Regions from separate parts of the Mus musculus genome. Here region 1 is linked to region 2. Evidence: chromatin contacts called from public HiChIP or PLAC-seq data. All regions are on one chromosome and are shown on one strand. The core of a region is the stretch at or near the end of the contact, and the rest is flanking DNA. Distances in the headings are between cores, read along the strand shown.

What was found. HiChIP or PLAC-seq counts read pairs in DNA pulled down with a chosen protein or histone mark.
Region 1: a contact with region 2 is called in an H3K27ac HiChIP or PLAC-seq map of embryonic stem cells, with 5 read pairs. The contact joins the enhancer-like site here to the promoter of Zfp160 in region 2. A contact is called at or near these places in 1 of 39 promoter capture datasets (the 3T3-L1 cell line), 5 of 115 datasets of contacts at active chromatin or transcription factors (astrocytes, effector CD8 T cells, embryonic stem cells and 2 more) and 1 of 9 other capture datasets (adipose tissue).

The regions. Positions count from the first base shown.
Region 1 is chr17:21,514,726-21,517,871 of GRCm38.p6, reverse strand. It overlaps a transcript of Zfp53 not described here. Among named protein-coding and RNA genes, the nearest start is that of Zfp52, 19 kb to the left of the region's middle. Within about 2 kb of position 1,526, at least 421 of the 459 cell types and tissues checked have an H3K27ac peak or open chromatin away from gene starts, as enhancers often do. A contact at or near this core is called in adipose tissue, astrocytes, effector CD8 T cells and 2 more, where this site is marked.
Region 2 is chr17:21,007,303-21,010,261 of GRCm38.p6, reverse strand. It overlaps Zfp160 (zinc finger protein 160), which reads right to left and starts at 1,321. Exons shown (of 5, transcript NM_145483.2): 1 at 1,276-1,321.

The sequences.
Region 1 (3,146 bases), core at 277-2,776, 510 kb before region 2:
AAATGTGCACATATTAAAAAGCTCTGCACATATTAAAAAGTTCATAAGATATAAAAGATATATAATATAAAGAGATTCCAGTTCTACCCAGTCAGTGTCCATACTCAAGTTCCTACACAATAACAAATGAACTTCTTTCAATTAATATTCCCTATACTAAACAGGTAAACAGACTACACTACGCAAAAAAGAAAAATGACAGCAGATATTAAAAGATATTTTCTACAAAAGATTTCATATCTAAAGATAAAAAATATTGAGAAAGATTTCTTTAAATGCCATGAATATGGGGTTCAGTAAAGATGGCTAGTGATCATAACTATAGTAGTGACAGAAAAGTCAAAAGTATTAACATACAAAGCAGAGAGTATTAGGAAATGGTAAAGAGTCCGTTAGATAAAAAGTCCTTGATCAAGAAGGGTGCATGTCACCAAACACAGAATGCATATATCCGCATCAGACAGAAAACAGAAAAATATGTAAAACCTAAAAACTGGTACATTGCCTCTTGTGCTTTTCAGACATGACTAATATCTAAAAGTTCTACAGGGATGCCAAGTCACTAAGTATATATATATATACCCTGGGAGTTAGCGTGGATGAGTGTAAATTCCAAGAGCTTGGTCCGTTTCACCTCAACAAAGAGAACTGATATTCTCTTAGAATATTCTAATAAGAATATTTTGGTAATCAGAAGATCAAAACAAAAAACAAGCAAACAAACAAAAACCAGGATTACTCCACTTTATATGAGCTAAAATGTATCCACAAGGGAAGACATCCACCGCAGAATTTCAGAGCCAGCTTCCTCAGGAACAGAAAAGAAACTGCTCCTTCCTGTTTCCTAGCCCAGCAGCTCTGGTAGCCTGGCTGCAGTTCCAGCTGCGCTGCTGATTGCTGACTGACTCTCCCAGGATGCCCCGCGGCACCCGCGGCACCCGCGGCAGCCAGGAATTTTAGTTTCCCCCAAGTCCACCGTATCTTTCGACCCCAGATCTGCACCACGCGATTACCCACGGTGCAGGACCGCGTGCACGGGGGAAACCTGTCGAAGCGACTTCTGGCTTTGGCTCTAGGTAAAACTTCTCAAACTTCAGTAATTTAGCGTCCCAGCTTCCACCCACGTGTTTCTCCTAATTCCTCACACTCTACACAGTTCCCCTACACATCTCCATTAAGTCGAAAATCCTCCCAATGTGCTTCCGGATCTCCGATCTCCAAATATGTTTCCGGGTGAGCATCTGCGCCCCATCAGAGACCAGTCCTTCCCACTTTGTCTCAGGCTGCCTTTCACACAGCTCCAGCTTTCAGGCTGCTCCGGCTCTGCACAGCCTCCACACACTCTTGTGAGAGCGCCGACCACAAGTGTTTTTGGAAGGACGCTCCACCCGGTATCTGAGCCCCACTCGGGGTTCTAAACCCTTTAGATAAACGACAGCTCCCACCCCCGCCCCACCACCACCAAAACTGGAGCAAGAGCTGTCCCTGAATTAGTTGAATGCCTGTGGATTCCTTCCCCTAACCCAGTCGCCTTGTCTGACCTTAGTCAGAGAGGATATGCTTAGTCCTGCAGTGATTATGTGCTGGGCGGGAGGGGCTGGGGGGCGCTAGTGAATACAGGTGTGGTGGGAATCCCTCTTCTCAGAGGAGAATGGGTGCGGGGAGGGGAAAAGCTGCGAGGGACTGGGGAACTGATTTGGGTAAGGTGAATTATAAAAAAGACAAACAGCCTAACGTCTCCACTGGACTACCAACCTCTGGCTTATATATTTCATACCAAACAATAATAGACTAAATTCAGAAGCGAGAGTCCCATCCCCAACACACAAACATTAAAAAGCCAAAACAAAATACTGAAATATGAACTTGGGGAGAGATATTTAAAGAACTTGGATTTTGAAAAGAAGTAAGTGGTAAGGCCTTTGCAACAGCCTAGGGGTGAATTAATCCCGCGCTGTACTGATTTCCCCAATAGATGGCGGTCTTGTCATTTAAGTCTTCTGTGACAGCGATGCTTTGAGAGGAAAAAAAGAGAACGTTCTGTTTTCCTTTTTTTTTTTAAATGGAGTGGTGAATGCAGCCTCTTGGCTGTCGCAGATGCAGAAAATAAGTGAAGTATGTGTTCCCAGGCCTAAAAACGTCAGCTACACCACCCCATCTCTAGCTCTGGGAACAAGGAAGAAGAGGTGGTTAGAAAATAAGGGAAAGGTTAAGACACACCATTCTCTAGACTCCATACAAGTATTGTAATCAGTAACCAATAGCAGCTGTCTTTACCTGCACTGGCCTCACACAAGACCACAGTCAGTCTAGGAAAGGGAACAACAGCTCCCCTTACCTCTCAAACATTGGCTATGGATAGATTGTAGAAGAGTCACTCACTGTCTTTAGTTGTCATCCTGTGCTGAGCACATCAGGTTCCAATACATAGCTCCAAACCCAGTCTCACAAATGGCTCTGGTTCATCTCAGTGGATCACAAGCAATATGAATAGAGATGAACACAGTAGAGTGACTGTTGGAATTGTGGACCAGGATAGTGGAGAGGTAGGAGGTGAGAGTGGGCAGTATTAGATATGCCCATATGCACACACACATTCTGTGTATATATTCATATGAGTATGAAACAGCTAATAATAGAAATGGGGGCTCATTCATTCATTTATTGAATGTAGACAAGGTTTTCTGTGTAATCCTGTGTTTAATGGTATGTGCTACCATGCCCAGCTCAAGTTTCTTTGAAAAGACCACATGAGTGTGGAATTTTTGTTGTTGTACCAGTATCTGGTGGGATTTTTGTTTGATAATTAATTGGTGTGTTTGTCCATGAGGGAGACATTCCACCATACCATGATCATTATTTAGTTAAATGTAAAGGAATAGTTAGAGTAAGGAAGTCTTGTTTTTTGTGTGTGTTTCAAGAAGTATTAAATGTTAAGTAGCTTTGCGGTTAGCTCTTCTTTGCAGTTCTGATAGAATCCTGTCGATCTAATTGTGGGGTTAATTTCAGGGTTACATTTTATAATTGCTTAAGTCACATTGCTACTTTGTGGGGAGCCGCCCTCACATTCGCCGTTACAAGATGGCGCTGACATCCTGTGTTCTAAGTGGTAAACAAATAATCTGCGCATGTGCCAAGGGTAGTTC
Region 2 (2,959 bases), core at 72-2,571:
GTGTCTTAGTTATTTGTCTTAGTATTCCACGCCACCTTTAAAGTCTCCATTTTCCTACCCCAGCTTTCTTCCCACATGCTGGCATTACTGATCTGTGCCACCATGCCTAACACAATACCAGTTAATGCCCATCAGATCAAGTTTTGCAACTCTCTTCCATACCACTAAAATTCAAACAAAAATTAAGGGTTTTTTTATTTCAACAACAAAGACAAGCTCAGTAATAATAACCTTACTATTCCATCAACTTCTGCTTTATCCAGCCTGCCCCTCCCTCATTCTGCACTATCTTATTCACACTTTCTGAAGGGACTTTGCCAGCTCCAGCATGGTGACCATGACTCTGGTAGGCCTTGCCCCTTTCCTCTCTCTGCCTTGCTAAAAACTCTCAGATTACATTCCTAAAGCTACACCCAAAGTCTATTCCTTTATTTGGCCAATTCCTCCTCCTGACACTTACTATGAAGGCCCAGCTATCAAAGCATTGAAGTCTGGCAACCGAAAGGCACCTCTGGCTCACCTAATTAATGTGCCAGCTAAACACCTCGTCCTAATAAGGGGATTCTCATTTTACCTCTATAAGCCGCCATTTGCCTATGGGTCACATCTGTCTCCTCTCTATCTAGAAACAGTCATTTGTCCCACTTCTGGACAAATACTCCTAACCCCTCTCTCTTGCCCCTTTCTGCCCTCTTCTTTGTTCCCTTCCCCTTCTTCCTCTATCTCCTGTCTCTGACCTTTATCCGGGCCTTCTGTACCTCTAAGACAAATAAATCTTTGTGCTGAGAACTTGGTCTGAGAACTTGGTCTTGGAAGTTCTCCCCAGATACTTTCCCTTTCGCTTCCATCGCCTGCTTTTCTTTCTGTCACACATTATGGCAGTTTAGCTGTTCTCTCACCCTCCTCTCCACTCTTGCCAGCATCTCCAGACCCTGCTTTCTTTTTCCTTTCCACCAGGCGCCGCGGCAAGCTGCTCCTCTGCTATTCTGTCACCCGCGGCACTCTCTAGTACCGCATCACCTGGCACTGCCCGCACAAACGATAGTCATGTCTCCTCCCCGACCGCTGAAGCTTTTGAATCCGTGCCCCCGCTCCTTCCTGGCTCCATCCCCTCCCCTGGCTCCGCTGCCATCTCTCTCTCCCACGTTCCTACTTCCTCAGTCTCGCAGCTCTCCGCGTCACCGAGTGGAGCTTTGCACACAAGATGGGGACTCCAGGGCAGAGGTCCGGGTTCTGAGTGCCAGCAACCGGCCTAAAGAATCTGGGAAAACTCACCCAGCTACAAAATTTATGCAGAGCAAAACCGCTTCCGGGTCGCTGCGCAGGAGTGCATTCAGCATTCGCGGTCAGATCCGGGGTAAAATAAGGCGGGACCAGAGAACAAGTGATTGACGCTAACAAGGGGCGGTACCTAGAAAGGAAGCTGCTCTGAGAAGGAAATTTTAGGGCATGCTGGCCACTGCGTGCTAGTGGGACTTGGAACAGGAAACTGTTGCTTGGAGGGGACAGTATTTAAAGAAATGTTTATGGGCTAGAGAGGACCTGAATGCTGAGAATGGCGTGGTGAGGGCTTAGAACTGTTTCGGAAAACAGCGGGGTGGGGGTGGAGGGTCAAACCAAATAATGGACTAGAAGGGAGTGTGGGGATGCATTGGAGAGTAGGATAGTGCTCAAGTACAAGTGGGCATGGGTCTGGCTCTACAAGGGGATTCAGAGTAGGTTGTGTTCTTGGTGCACAGTTCTCAGTCCCTCCTTATTCTCCCACAGGTTCCTAGCTCTAAGGAGCAGGGCTCCTGAGCATTGTCAATCAGTAACCATGCATAGGTAGGAGAGTCGGGGACGATGGTGAATATAAGCAAGCATTGATTTTATTTTTAATTCGAAGAGTTTTATATATAAAAACAATTACCTATTTTAAAAGTTATATTTTCTGTTACAAAAGAGAATTGCATTCACAAAGGTCATGAACGATTGGCATTGAAGATCGATTCTTTTTTTAAGTGCCAACTTTTCTCTTTGTAATAAAAATAACAATTTAAAAATATTTTAAGTGCTTTTTGGCTTGAAAGTTTGAAACAGCATATAAGCTATTTTGGCATTCTCATTGAAAGTTCTTACTGTATCTACTTTAAATAGAAACAAACTCTTGCATACAAGTACATGTGTTCTAAAGGATGTTTGTGACAGCAGTCTGCAGATGTAACTGTCAAAGGTCAGCGGGAATAATTTGAGGAATGGCTAATGAAAAATATTTCTTCTCATTTCCACCATGTAGCATATCTACAGTTCATCAAACATTTCCAAAGGAAGTACACATAGAATTCAACAAACTATCACCAGTATAGAATAATGAGATGCACTGAGTTTCCCTGGTACTTCACCATTGCAAAGTACTTTCAGATACATACTTTTAAATATATAATGAATAGTAATCATTTCACCCTACACTACTGTCTCATGATCCCTACTACTTCCTGCTGAACATTTTAATATATGCATTATGTTAGTAGAAAGTCATTTGCTATTCATCCTATTGAAAGCAGTTGCTCAGAGTCTGGACATCCTCTCTGCAAATGTCCTTCAAAATGCCATGTCCTTGGGCAGGTTGCCCCCCTAAATCTGAAGCAGAGGTAAGAAAAAGAGAAGAGGAAACAAAGATATTTAAAATATGGTATTGCTCTTGAGAACCACTAGAAGGTGAACCATTTCCATAAGGATTCTTTTATCTCATGAATATGTGCCTAGGGTCCTGTACTGGCTGGTTTTGTGTGTCAACTTGACACAAGCTGAAGGTATCACAGAGAAAGGAAACTCCCTTGAGGAAATGCCTCCATGAGATCCTGCTATAAGGCATTTTCTCAATTAGTGAACAAGGGAGGGAGGGCCTATTCTGAGTGGTGCCATCCTTGGACTGGTAGTCTTGGGTTCTATAAGAAAGCAAGCTGAACAATCCAGGAGA